Regions from separate parts of the Lactuca sativa genome. Here region 2 is linked to region 1. A link is a contact called in public Hi-C data. All regions are on one chromosome and are shown on one strand. The core of a region is the stretch at or near the end of the contact, and the rest is flanking DNA. Distances in the headings are between cores, read along the strand shown.

The links. Hi-C and Micro-C count contacts between places; a contact is called where the count stands out from the background.
Region 2: a Hi-C map of bud shows a contact between it and region 1, with 5 times the contacts expected there. The contact joins the promoter of LOC111915340 here to the promoter of LOC111915341 in region 1. A contact is called at or near these places in 4 of 4 Hi-C or Micro-C datasets (bud, leaf and seed).

Annotation. Positions count from the first base shown.
Region 1 is chr9:142,283,151-142,290,969 of Lsat_Salinas_v11, reverse strand. It overlaps LOC111915341 (probable L-cysteine desulfhydrase, chloroplastic), which reads left to right and starts at 5,200. Exons shown (of 3, transcript XR_006186670.2): 1 at 5,200-6,680; 2 at 7,730-7,799.
Region 2 is chr9:142,416,364-142,424,182 of Lsat_Salinas_v11, reverse strand. LOC111915340 (aspartic proteinase) reads right to left here and starts at 3,622. Exons shown (of 14, transcript XM_023911000.3): 1 at 3,564-3,622; 2 at 2,396-2,752; 3 at 2,241-2,301; 4 at 1,956-2,050; 5 at 1,752-1,864; 6 at 1,489-1,657; 7 at 1,364-1,403; 8 at 1,227-1,291; 9 at 1,045-1,158; 10 at 730-794; 11 at 199-346; 12 at 1-52. The coding sequence starts at 2,737.

The sequences.
Region 1 (7,819 bases), core at 3,951-6,450:
GAAGAATCCTCAATATGAACATGGAAACTGAAATAAATACGGACGTAGTTTTACATTTCGCTCTAGAAGAAGAGTAAGGATTACCAGTAATATTTGATGGAAATAAAGGGTTCAAATGAGATTGGGTTCGGCTGCCGAGATTTAGGGTGAAAGGATTCAATTTTTAGTGCTGATTTTAGGGAAGGTCGTGGATATCAAAATTAAGTTTCTAATATAATTCCTAATTTATAGGCTTCGTAGTTCGAAAGTCTTTATTTAAAAAAAAAAGTTTGACTATGATTAAGCTTAGAACGTGGAGTATCAACTATGAGCGGGAATTTGAGGAGAGAGCTTAGGAGAAGATGTCATGTGGCAAAATAGAGGTGTCAAAAATGTCATGTGGCACCTTAGAGAGGTTTTTATTAGGAATAGATTAAATATGACACATGTCATCCTTTAACATGAGTAAGAGGATATGTAAGAACAAGACGTAGGAATATATTTAATTTTTCATGTTATTTTATAAATTTGACATTTTAATCTTAACCATTAATACTTGGACGACTATTGGTGCCAAGAATTAAATCACACGAATGAGTGCCCATAATAAAAAACAAGAAAAGGTATCATTTTCATTTTACTATATTGATCGTTTCAGTAGTTTACTCTTAAAGAAAAATCATTTTTAATCTAAATATAAAAATTAACAAACTACTAACATCATCGATTAAAGTTATGCTATAGTCTTGTATAATTAACAATCACTTGCAATATAATGTATTTTATTTATTTAACTTATTCAAAAAAAAAATTATACATATCTGAATACAAAAAAGCTATAGTTACCATCTAATTCATCAATCACTTGAATAGTTGAATATAATGTTTCTACTTTTTAGCCTCGTCGCCTCCACTCTCCCTCAAATACCAGTCTCAAGAATACCGCAGTATCACCACACCCTTTCTTACTAACTCAAGGATACCGCAGCTCCCTGAAGCCTTACAATACTTTCTCTTACCATCCCACGGTCTCATTTTCCAGTCGACGCCACACTCTGCATCCACTAACCCATGTTTCGTGGCTAATCATAGACAGATGATCACACACCCATCCAGAAATAAACATCACTACTACTGACGGCTACCGTCATGACAAAACTCCTTCTCTTACTTCAATTCACATTCTTAAATAATCTCGTATCTAATCTTCATTTCCCCACAACACACAACTTCGGAATATTCCAACTCTTACGAATGAATCATCAACGACTCAGAACACGTTGATGAACATCCGAAACTTCCTCCTCTATTGCTCCAAACCCATGCACTCCAAACCCATGCAAGTATACACATACCGGCCATGGAGTTGGTTGCCCAATCCACTTCTACCCTTTCCAAAATGCACATAACAACCCGTATGCTAAGCCCGAAGTTCTTTACCGCCGAAGCTATCCTTTGAACCAATCGCCTCAAACTTTACCATTACAACCTTGAAGAATTTCTAATCACGACATGGTATCTGTCCAATGCCCATCTGTCGTAGGGACACTCGTCCTTTCCTGAACACGTACATCCTGCATTACCTTTCTCTGCACTTCGCCTAGACCACCAATAACCCTGGTCTCATGCATTCGAACCGTAGGTCTCGATAACCGTTCTCTAACCGCACTTGAACAAATCGTCGATCCCCTTACTGGAAAACCAATTCTCCCCCACTCAGGGTTTGAACAATTACCAGTTGGCACATCCACAATCTACTCAGTAGATTGTCTCACCAGTTATGTCACACTTGACTCTTGAACGTATTACACAATCATCCCAGGGCCTTCCCAAAGGAAACCAACCAATCTCCATATATCTCATCCCTGACAAAATCTCGGAATCCTCCCCATGCGACTACCTCTAGGCATCTTGAGGCCTCACACTGACACACCTTCGGAAACCCCACTATTCTGAATCCAATCTGTCTCTAATCCGGAAATAGTGTCCTTTCACGCACTTCGACTCTAACTCCTCGACCCGCCTCCCAAATCGGGAATAATGATAAAAGCACAGACCTCATTCTCGTTGTCGATTCACAACATAGACCACGAGGGCCACCGCCGCAATATACCCCTTGTCCACCGAAAATTGCTAATAAAAGTACTTTTCCCCCAACAAGGCACCTCCTTGTTCTCATCCATCTTAGTCCCACTAATGACTCTTTCCTGGTATAAGGATACCTTGCAGCAAACATACTGCCCAAATACTCTGGTGAAAAGGTCACCACACTTGCTACCCCACAGGGTTTACCTCCAACTCGGAAACTCATATCCCTTTTGCTCCTCACAGAAAATATCACACTGCGGTCACAGGAAGTGGCATCCCCACTATCGGCCGACTGCGTAGCTCAACCCATAATCCTCCACGAAGCACCACCTCTACTTATTCTCGAGTCTTGCGACTCCAGTTGTCATCTCATCTAACTTTCTCGGAAACCAACTCGATTTCCCCCTCAAGGTGTTCTCCCTTGAAACTCGTTCAACATGGCCCTCTAGCCCCATACTCTATCACATCTAATCTCAATCTAATTAATCACAACAGGATAACTGATAACACCAGAAGCACTAACCGCCACGAATCATGGTACTCGAACCACGTTATCACCCCTCATCTGTTACGGATCATGGTACTCGAACCATGTGATCACCTCTCATCTGCTACGGATCATGTTACTCGAACGATGTAATCACAACATAATAGGGTAGGTACTAGAGTTGAGAGTAACTTTTATGCTCTCCAGTTTGTAAACACTCTCTTAAACATTGTAATATCTCCAGGCTAATACGAGCCAATAAGATCATATTTACATGATGTGTTCTTAATGCTTTCTATGATTGATTTCATGTTCGTTTATCGATTCTAACTCACTTCATATCGAGAGGTGATGAAATCACCTTCCTTGGAACTTATATTAAATCGAAATAAATTACAAGTGCTAGCTAATCTTCGAAATGATGTAAATATGCTCAAGTGTCAAGAGAATTGGAAAGGAAATGGCAGGCAACATGTGTGTGAGTGTTGATCAGCTAGGCTTTATATACATAATAATAACAACTAAAATTTCGACATTCTTGGTCTTCAACATTCACGAGGTCATTGATCACGTATGTTTTGACCTGGTCTATTTCTTTTCAATCAAACTTTAAATTCATGCATAAGATATTACAAGAAACATTATAGTAGTCCAAGATATTGATTAAATCCAAGATCTTGGGCTTACCCAGATGTAATAAGTTTAAGATATAAATGGTAAGGTGAAATTTCTATCCACAACAATTAGATTTGTATCATCGTTTACATATTCATCAACATCAACTGTTGGAGAATTATCATTAACAACCTTACCTTTATACCGAAAATCACCCCCATCTATAGGGTCATTATAAGAAGGATCATGGTTTATTGTCATAGGTAATAAATCGTTGAATATCACTTTCCATAACATTATTAACAACAAACAATTGTAGTGTGTTATGAGACATACTACTAACAAAACTAAGAAAATATTTGACATCACTATCAATAAGAATTTGCATAACTATATTTGATCTAGAACATTAAAAAGATATACATATTTGATTAGTGTGTAACCTATACTTAGAAGCAACCAACATGATTAACCCAACAAAGTTGATATCAATGCTTAGATCTACACCGAAACATGTGTAGTATGGAGAGATATATTGCATAAATGCCTCGATACGCTACCATTGCCATCTATTAGAAACTAGCATTCGAAAAAATCCGTATACATACTCATTCTTTTAGATTACAAAAAGTATCAAATAACACTACTTGTTAATGAATTAGGGAACAAAGACATAAATACACTACATATAGCTTGTTGGTGAACAAAAAACAAAAATACCTTAATCTTACCATTCCAGAATGGTCGTATATTCCAGAATACACTTTTCAGTCCAGAACGTACGAGTGTCAGATTCCGGTCTCGAGTCATACCAACCACCACTAACTTCAGAATGAACATAAATACTCTGGAATATCGTTAAAAAACATAGTCTGGAATCCATTTTGTCAGTCTCGAACATACGATTGTTGGATTCCAGACCCGATACCTACCAACCACCCAACTTCGGAATGGATGTAACTACTTTGGAATACGAAATTCCAAAGTAAATGGTTATTTTTCAAACAAAAATTATAAGATGGTTATAATTATTAAAATACTTGTTTATGAGTTAAATTACTCAGCTCCCTTAAAAATGATATAAAAATTAAAATATTAAATATCCTTTTATATTTGTTCCTAAATATTTTCATACTCATAGTGATATGTGTCTATTAAAATATTATTGTTTTTATTAAATATCCATACGTTTATCTTTGAGTAAATTACATAAATGGTCCCTATGGTTTATGATAATTTGCGCGTTTGATTCCTAACTTATTTTTTTAACTCGAAAGGTCCCTACAGTTTGTTTTTATTATATATTTGGTCCATGTCTTACCTAAAAACATTATTTTGCCCTTGATTTTTTAATTTATTTAAATAAACACACCCCAACCCCACCCATTCACGTTACTTTACATACCCTACCATTTTTCTCTATTTAAATAATAATTTTTTTAGTTAAAACAGTGACCAAACGCATTACAAAAATAAATAATAGGGACCAAGCATGTAATAGAAACAAATAATAAGGACCTTTCGAGTTAAAAAAATAAATTAGGAACAAATATACAAATTACCCTAAACCATAGGGACCATTCGTGTAATTTACTTTTTATCTTTTAAATTGATAGGAAGATAGATAAGAAATATAAAAAAATATATTTAACTTTTCATGTTATTTTATAAATTTGACATCTCAATCTTAACAGTTAAGACTTGAACGACTATTGGTACCAGAAATCAAATCACAAGAATGAGTGTCCATAATAATAATAATAATAAAAATAATAATAAAAGAAATTTTCATTATACTATATTGATCGTCGCAGTCAGTAGTTTACTCTTAAGAGAAATCATTTTTAATCTAAATTCTAAATAAAAAAACAAACTACTAAAATCATCGATTAAACTTATGCTTTAGTCTTGTACAATTAACAAAGTAATTAAAAATATAATGTATTTTATTTATTTAACTTATTTGAAAAAAAATTATACATATCTGAATACGAAAAAGCTGTAGTTACCATCTAATTAGCCACTTGAATATAATGTTTTTACTTTTTAGCCTCGCCGCTTCCACTCTCTCACAAATACCAGTCTCGACGCTACACACGTCTTTTCTCCGTTCTCAACACTACCATCGTCTCTTCTCCATGGCATCCAATAATCTCCACCGCCACCGCGATGAGAACGGCGCCGCCACCACCGCTATGGCCACCGATACCCCAAATAGCCACAATTCCTCCCCTTGCAAAAAACATAAGCGCTTTGACATTGATATCCGCTCAGAGTTCTCTCATCACGACCCTGCCGTCGCCCGAATTAACAACGGCAGTTTCGGTTCATGCCCCTCCTCCGTCATCGAAGCCCAACAACGTTACCAGCTACGTTTCCTTGAACAGCCCGACGACTTCTACTTCAACCATCTCAAACCCTCCATCCTCCGCTCCCGCGAAGCCATCAAAACCCTCATCAACGCCGATCACGTCGACGAAATCTCAATAGTCGATAACGCCACAACGGCCGCTGCAATCGTACTCCAACAAGTCAAATGGTCGTTCTTCGAATCAAAATTCAACCCTGGCGACACCGCCGTGATGCTCCACTACGCCTACGGTGCCGTCAAAAAGTCCGTCGAGGCTTACGTAACGCGAGCAGGTGGCCATGTCATCGAGGTTAAAATGCCCTTCCCCGTAGCTTCAAATGACGAAATAATTACAGCATTTAGAAACGCTTTAGAATTAGGGAAATCCAATAATCGTAAAGTTAGGTTAGCCGTAATTGATCACATCACCTCCATGCCATCCGTTGTAATTCCCGTCAAGGAATTGGTAAAGATGTGTAGAGAAGAAGGAGTTGACCGGATTTTCGTTGATGCTGCTCATGCAATTGGGTCAACTAGGGTTGATGTCAAAGAAATTGGGGCTGATTTCTACACTAGCAATCTCCATAAATGGTTATTCTGTCCACCTTCAATCGCATTCTTGCACTGTAGAAACCCCGAGCTATCTAATCTCCACCACCCTGTGGTATCTCATGAATACGGAAATGGATTAGCTATAGAAAGTTCATGGATCGGGACAAGGGACTACAGTGCACAACTAGTTGTACCCGAGGCTTTAAAGTTTGTAAGTAGGTTTGAAGGTGGGCTTGATGGAATAAGAGAATGGAATCACCAAAAGGTTATAGAAATGGCAAACATGCTTGCAAAATCATGGGGCACTCATCTTGGTTCACCTCCTGATATGTGTTCAAGTATGGCAATGGTTGGATTACCCACTTGTTTGGAGATTATGAGTGATTCTGATGGATTAAAATTAAGGTCTCATTTAAGGGAGTCTTTTAAGGTTGAAGTTCCAATATATTATAGGCAACCAGAGGTTGGGGAGGTCAATCCGATAACTGGGTATGCTAGAATTTCTCATCAAATTTACAACATTGTTGATGATTACTACAGATTCAGGGATGCCATTAACAATCTTGTGAATTCTGGGTTCACATGTAAAGTTTTTCAAGATTAAAAGAGGTATGTATGTATGTATGTATTTCCTTTATACTACTTTTTTTTTTCTCTCTATGTTGAAGTATCATAAATTCTGATACGTTGGTGTTGGTGTTGGTGTGTTCTCAACAATGATTAAAAAATAATGATGCTGGAAGAATTACTGTTTTGCAGAAAAATGAAGAATCTACCTTAGTTGCATGTTTTCCTTGTTACAACTTTTAGAAAGCTAGAAAATATCTCCTCTTGGAATTGCTCATTCAGAATGTGAAAAATGATGACCATGATATATGTGATCTCATATCCTTTAAAATTTTCATAATTTGTGAGAATGTTGTTTATTTAAGTTTTGTGGTCCCTAAGCATAACTGATTTTTGCAAAAATATTTCTCTTGCAGTTTTAGTCCTTATTTGAGGTTCTTGTATTGTATCCGGTTCCATTCCAAGTAAAATGACTGATTCTGGTCCCTGAAGATAGCTGATTTTTGCAATTTTGGTCCTAAAAATATAGTCATTTTACTTGGAACATGAGCCAAAGTTCAAACACGTTACAAAAACCTCAACTAAGCACCAAGATTACAAAAAAATAAATAAATAAATTAAATCAATAAGTTGAGGACCAAAGTTGAAAAAAGCAGTTATACTCTGGCACCGCAAAATGTAATTTTCTCTGTATTTAGTTTAAAATAAAGGGCTATATTTTAACTTCCATACAACAGAAATAGATTCGTTTTTCGAATTTTATTTCAGCGGTTTGATTTTTTATGTATTTATTATTATTATTATTTTTTAAACTTGACTTGTTTGTTGGAGATTATCGTTTGTTGTTTTGGTTATTTATCTTTAGTATGATTTTATGGAATAAACTAATAATTATCTTAGATTTTTTATGGTGCACAAGTATTATTAATGGAAGTGCCAATATAATTTAGGAAACCAGTTGATCTTTTTCTTGATTTCCTTGTTTTTTCTCAAAGGGCTAAATGCAAAAAAACCGTATGTGTTCATCGTAGCTTCCTACTTTGATGAGTTTCTCTTACAAGATTGTATTTTCAACTGTTGTTCTTGTTAAGGCAATGTACACTGAAAAATCTACCAAATTATATAATTTATCGCAATGAAGGTTCATTTGCATACGTTTTTGTAAGTAATCAAATATATGA
Region 2 (7,819 bases), core at 2,373-4,872, 130 kb before region 1:
TAGTGCAATCGATTACTGATTCTCCAGCTGGGCTTGGTATGCTCTCACAAAGCTATTCAACATTGTCAATTATACATTTAGTTATATGTATATATATATATATATATATATATATATATATATATATATATATATATATATATATATATATGTGTGTGTGTGTATAATGGGAATATAATAACAATAATTGAGAGTCACCTTATTCACATAGCTTAGCACGGCTTCCTTGGTTGCTGATTGTCTGAGCTGGTTTTGCATCCAAACAACAGCCATTTCACAAGCTTCACATAACACTGTATCCCCAAGTCCATCATTCTCTTTCCCAACCACTGTTTCAATATTTGAACTGCAACAAAAGTAAAATTCCACCATCATAAGGACAATATTGTAATATGAAGAAATGAAATTAGTGTGCTATAATTACTAAACAAATCAATAGAAGTATGTCATTGCATGTAGGAATTCAGCTTCTACTGCTTGATTACCAGCTAATAGTTGATAGTTGACTCACATTCTTTTAATAGGTCAATTTGGAATTGACCCAATTTCATCAACTTGGTGGAAAATTTCCAATCTTTCCAAAATAATTGTATCAAGAAACTAGTAGTTATAGCAAGATAGTATTTAAATTGCCATACATTTTACATAATTGTAAAATCATTTGAGTTTATATATTTAAATGCACTTTATCAATATATTTAATTTAAAAAACTGTTACAAAATTCATACCTCACAGACTGACGTCCATCAGAGAAACATAAACCAGCCTCTGAACAAACTTTTCCAGGTGTTACCTGAAAGTCGTATTATCAGCATAAAAGATTATAATGAAGTGGTTAAAGAATTCTTCATTTTGTTTCTTGTTTTATAAATTGGGACATGATTTAACACCATAAAGCAATATATAGGTGTTACTTTTTGACATAATGCACAAAGAGTGATGGAAAGAAGGTTTTTTTTCCCATTAAGTATTACACATTTTTCATTTTCTGAAATAATTTTAAACATCATTTATCCAGTTAATCAGGAAAAAGAAACACGAACCCCAGAAACAAGGAGATCCCAGATCATATCTCCATATTCAGTCACAAGTGTTTTGCATTCACTGCTGAGTACTCCTTCACCCCCAATTGCATAGTTAATCTCCGTTACAACAGCCTGAAATTTAAAAACTAATTAGATTCAAAAAATAAAAATGAAAAACTTGAAATCCCTGAGATACATACAGTTGGACCAGCAAGCAAGGATGTTCCAGAATCCACAATAGCAGCACAACCACCCTCACAGAATCCTGCAGCAAAAAAAAATTAAGAAACAAAACAACGATAAAATAAGTAGCGTTAACCATATTGATTCAAAGTACCTGTAGATTGGTTTCCAATAAGGAAATCTCCCATATTGAACTGCAAGACATATGTAAAACACAATGATGAGGATGAGGAGGGCAATTAAGTCTTTTTCACAGTTTGGTGATTTATAAATACACACCTGCCAGTAACCCTTTCTAGTCACAGGTACGTATGAGTGTTCCCCTATGAAGTGTTTGGGATCAACACCACCAAAGACAAGTTCACCTCCTTCTTCATCAGCTTCATTTCTGTTTAGCCAAAAAGAGAATACCTGTTCTTTTACTAGGCCTTGTTCAACCATATTGTACCTGTAAATTTTAATTAGAAGAAGATTGATTAAAGATTTAAAGTCACAACAGAAAGTGAGAAAAAGAGTTGCTCCAAATTCAGATGAGTTATTACCAGACTGGCTGCAAGTCTCCAACTGAAATTTCCTTGAACCCAAGTCCAAAAATCCCATCAAATTTTCCAATTACAAATGCAAGACTCCCTTCTTTAGTAACTTCAATGAAATCCTGAAACAAAATGCATCTTAATGTTATACATGATCAATGAGAAAGAATCGAGTTACATGACTTATGAAGTCATGGATCGAAAAAGACTTACTTGATCTTCGACACAAATATCACCAACTTGAACAGTGTCTTTACTGGAAAATCCAGAAATTGATCCGGATCCATAGTTTATTTGCAAATTGTCCCCTGATTATTACCAAGCAAAAAAAAAAGATACAAGCATTAAGCATATGCAAAACTTAAAACTTGGTCACCATTTAGTGATATTGTAACTACTGGAAACAAAACCATGATGTTTCAGACATATATGTTAACTTAGAGTAAAGAAATTGTAAGAAAAACATCTTGAAAAACTGAGAATGGTGCATGTCTTTACCAATTTTTGTGTAAGTGCTTGACTTTGTTCCCTTAAACCGGTTGTGGAAGTAGCAAGCAATCTATATAATAGCAGTTGAAGGTATAAACTATAAAGTAAAGAAATTGTAATAAAGATCCATAAATTACCAAATGAGATGAGATGAAAAAACTTACAGAAAATATGCACTTGGATGATGGAACCCAGAGATTGGAACTGCCAGTATCAAATATGACAGTGAATGTCTGAGGTGGAGAACCAATACTGATCTCGCCATAGTATTGGGCATCCAAGTAGTTGACTAGAGGGACAACATCCTCATTACCATCACTTAAACCATGTGGCGTGTTCTTAAGACCATTAACATATTTGCTTTCTTTTCTAGCAGCCTTGATGCTATTAACATCCAAAGGTCGTTTCTTCATGTTGATTCTCAGTAACCCATCGGAAGCAGCATCAAGCATAGAGGGTATCAAAGCACATAAACATAAAGCCAAACAAAGATATCGATTCCCCATAGTCAAAACAGTGTCCTGACAAAAGCGTGGGAAACAAAGGCGTATGAATTAGTAATTTAGTATAGTAGAATTAAATTAAAATCAGGAGAACCTGCAATTATTCCAGGGGTTTATTCGATTATTTCAAGCAGCAAACTTTAGCGTCACAACAGATAAATATTGGCAGCAGAAAGTTAAAATCTAATGGTAAAAGTTAGTATAGATTTTGTGACAAACTTGACGTCAATAATCTTCACCTTGTTGTATTACGTTCCATACATTAAATAGCGTCAAAAATATCATCATATTCAGTCGGTTTAATTCAGGAGTACGTCGAACTAAAAACACAAAAGGCGTGAAATGAACCTAAAGAACCTCGTGACACAAAAGTCAACTTACATGATCTAAAGGAAAAAGTTGATTTTAGCATTGAATTAGTTTAAAAAATGTGCCAGAAAATTTTTTCAATGGAAATCAAAGTATTCAATTAAAACTGCAAATTTTGAAAAGGAATCAAAGGATTCACTTAAAAAGAAAGAGAGATCGAGCCAGAATTTTTATCCACATGATAAAGTCAAACATATAGGTAGCGTATGAAGTTAGTAACCAAAAATAATCCAACTAAATTACCTGAAAACAAATTTGAAGGACAAGTAAACTGATGAACAGATCAACTATTACGAAACAAAGTGAATCTAAGCACTAAAACCACAAAGCCATGAGAAACTCATAATCTAATACTGGTAACTATGAGTCGATACAAAGTATAAGCAGCAACAAAAAGGCACAGATTTCTTTGAAGATAGTTGAAGGAAAAGTGAAAAAAATAGTCGATGAGAGTACCTACCACAAAAATATCAGAGAGAAGAGCAGTGAAGGGGTAGCTGGTGAGAGGTGGTACGATACCTGCTTTTTTCCGTGGAGGCAACAAGTTCAATAAATAGGATTCATGATGAAGAGTTTGGATGAGATATTGTGCTCCGAAAAAAAATAATAATAATATAATAGTAACTATACAAAAGGACAAGCGGCACCTTCTAGGCAGTTTCCGACTTTCCGTAACGAAATCAGCCAACAATATCTCTCATTCAAACCTAACTCTTAAATTGGGATTTACTTCCTCACTCTTTGTAGTTTTTTTATACTAGACTGCAAATTAGAAGGAGTTCAAAAAGTTTCTAATTTACTCAAATTTCTCATGAATTTGGTCGATTTAAAATTATTTTTTATTCTTTTCATTTTATTATTATTTTTTAATTAAAAACTAAACAAAATCCACTTTACGGTACCAATCCAACACTCTTACCCTCACTTCTTAACTCTTCTCAATCTCTCACTCTTCTTTCTCTCGTCTTTTGCTGACAACTTAACGTTGGAGCCCCTGCCTTCTTTACGGAGAGGAACTGTCGGAGCCGGAGATGAAATCCAACACGTCTCGTCGGAGACGAAGATGAAATCCAACACAGTTTGTCGGAGTCATCGCCGCTACCTCGAGATGTATTTTTATATTTTTATGTCAGCCCCAAATCTATAATAATTTATCAGAGTATTAGTGTGAGGAGTTAAATGTAGTAAATTTTGGAAATAAGGGTTAAAGTGTAACTTTCTGACTAGTTATGAATAGAATTGTGGAAGCTGGGGGCTGTTTGGTAACTATTGGACTTAATTTGAAAATGTTTTGGTGGTAGGGGCTAAAAGTGAATAAAATAGACTTAAGTTTGAAAGTTGGAGGTGGGACTAAAATCCATCACCCCCGTCCTCCCTTGGCCTCTCATTTAAACAAACCCAAACCCTAACCCTAATATATTCTCCAGCCGCCACCCTTATCCCTCCAATCTCCAACCGCCGCCATCTCGTTTGTCATCGTTGTGAAGCACCGAGCAACCACTGTCAGTGTTGCTGCCGAAGAAGACAAGGATCGACGAGACCGACGTCGTAGCAGTGGGGAGGTCGGAAGAATGGAGATCGTGGACGTTGTTTCCTCTCTCCGGTAAAGGCGCAACCCCCCTTCCACCTTCTTCGCTTCTTTTGTTGCTTCATCGCATCCCCCCGTCGCCGTCACTCCGAGCCGCTGTCCTGTTTTGCCATCGCTTCTTTGACTGTCGCATGCCATCACAAGGGTGGTTGTGTTTGCGTGTGTTTTGGCATATGTGTGTGCATGTTTCAGTGTATGGTGTCGTGTGGATGTTGCTTGGCCGGATAGACCGAAGATAACCCACCATCACCACCGTGAGGTGGTGGCTGCCACCATCTTGGTGGATGTATTGGGCATTTTGTGTTCTTTTTTGGTACTAGTGTGTGCATATATGATGTAGGGTTTTTAGGTGTGTATGGGTTGTTGGATTTATCACTCGAGAACCACCACCACTGCTGTGAGTGGGTGGTTGCAGCCATGGACCGCCATTGTCCACCACTGCCTTTGTCCACCACTGCCTGAGGTGGCAATGGGTGGTGCCCGGCTTACTAAACATTAAATAACCTAAGCATTTAACCGGAGACCGAGTGGCACATGTTTGGGTTGGAAACCCTAATTAGGGTTTAGAAAACCCTAATGTCAAGAAAAACCTAGTTTTAGAGTTTTGTCGGGACCCGTGTTAAACTGTTAATTGGACTTTAAGTGTACTCAATAATGCCCTACGATTAACTTAATACAATATTGGACTTATTGAATTAAGTCTTTAAGGGGTTAAGTGTGGAACACTAACCCTGGTTATCATTTTATGTGGAAACCCTATAATCGGGAAGCCCTATTTTAGACAATGATCGGGGCACGTATTTGGGCTATTGCTTAGATTATTATTATACCCGAGAATGGCGAGGTCAAACCTTAATCAATCCTACCCTTAGGTGGTTAAGTCCTTAATGGGTTAAGTGTCCTTACTTAACTTTAATCCTCATTTTATATAGAACCCTAATCATCATTTCCTGTAAGGTAGTCATTGTTGCACGTGACTATGACCTATGATTAGGTATTGACTCTAGTATCTTCCTGTAGGTGATTAGAAGTGAGTTGAAGTTGGTAGAGTTCTTCGTTACTATGGTGATTACCTATATATATATATATATATATATATATATATATATATATATACAGTTATACACACACACGTCTAGCAGATCGCTACAACATACCAACATCCTATACACAAGTATACATAACCAAATCTCCAAGGAATACATAGCCACATGTATCCTGAGGTGAGGTAGACACCCGAAGATATGATCCTACTCTAGAGCTGAAACCAAACAGGAACATGTAAGAAAGCATAGATCAGGAGTCCTGATTCTATCCTACGTGTCTACATACAGCCCCTAGAGCATTCTACTAAACAATAACCAAAACTAGTGGGCTAGCAAGAAAGCCTAGATCAGGACTCATCAGTCTATGATACGTGTCTACATACAACCCCTAGAGCTTTCTACTAAACAATAACCGAAACTAGTGGGCCGACATTGGTGCCTTTGACCCACGGGTACAGTTAGGAAACTCACCTGAATCGACGAACCCAGATACACTACGACGTGCTCCCTTTCTAGCACCAGAACGTGGCATAGACTTAATCAACATCCCAAATCCTTCAAGTTTGACTCCAAGTCAAACTATTCAAAAAGTCAACTGTCAACAAAAGTCAACGGTCAACAGTTCAACTGATCCTCACGATGTGATAATCCATTGGTCACGTCGTGACAAGCTAAAGGGCAGAATAATCAAGACTTTTCAATCCTCACAATGTGACAGGCATCTCCTTATGTCGTAAGAACTGTCTGAGAACCAGTCTTGATGGATTAAGCCCTTAATCCATTAAGTAATGAATCCAACTCCTCCAAAAATCTTCCTTAAACCCCAAAGGCCATAAAAGTCGATGACTTAAGGTCCTGTGTTCCCAATGCAAGACTTGAGCTCAAATTAGGTCACTTATGAAAAAAAAAAAAAAAGGTGGTCAAAACCTCACACATGAGCTCAACTCCACCAAACTTCAGATCCACTACATCTGCACCCATAAAGTTCCCAACTTTATGGAATCCTAACCTCCTTGCTAACCCAAACATTGATAATAATTCATAAAAGTCTAGATTTATCAACATAGGGCAATAAAACTTGAGCCTTTGACAATTACAAAGGTCCAGAAAGAAAATGAGATGATGATGATGATGTTTCCTTGCAAACTCCACCAATATAGCACATTTTTCTCCTTCTTCCCTTCTTCTTCAAACCACCAAATGCTCCAAAAGGCCATGAATCACAATGAGAGGCTAGGTTTAGGGTATTTCTGTGTTTAAGGATGAAGGAGGCTGATAATGAACCATAAAATGAAGTTGATGGGATTGAAATACAAATGAAATCCTAAAATATCATTGGTTCGGGTTGTAGCCCATCACACATTGTGACTACCTGGGTCTCACGCCGTGAGCTAAAACTCCGACACGCATTTCATAAATTGGTTGGCCACGTCATGACACATGTTTTTACCAAAAAACCATGCCTTTGAGTCCTTGATGCCCAAAAAACCACAACTTAAGATTTTATCCTTAAAATCGTTTCTCTCTTCCACTATTGGAGTGACCCCTTTTAGGTCTTTCAAAGCCGACTATTTTCATGTGGGCAGAAGTCACTTGAATGCCAATACTTACAACCATCAACATCCAACGTTCCAAAACTAGGCTCATGGTCCAATTCGAGTAGAGACTCCAGCGGTCTGAATCTCGAATACTATGACATCTATTGATCAGTCGACCACCTCCCAACACCTCTACAGACTTTAACGAGAAACAAACGACCTGAAAAATAACACCACTCCACACAACATCCTTAATCTGTAAGAGAGAATCCACTTCTTAGTCCATGATATACTTACCCCAAAATCATATTGAACCTTCAGGTAGGCAGAGCCACCCTGATTGTCACCAAAGCTGACCAATACTTGCAGGTCTGGCCCGACCAAGACCCCCTGACTTGCGCCTCCTAACAAGTATTTAAAGAAGGAAAAATACAACCTATGCTAGCATTACACCACCGAGCATCCTAGCAACACCGAGCAGATAAGACTAACCTACCTTCATATCAACTATGTTGACCGAAATCCGTAGATATGATCGGTATGA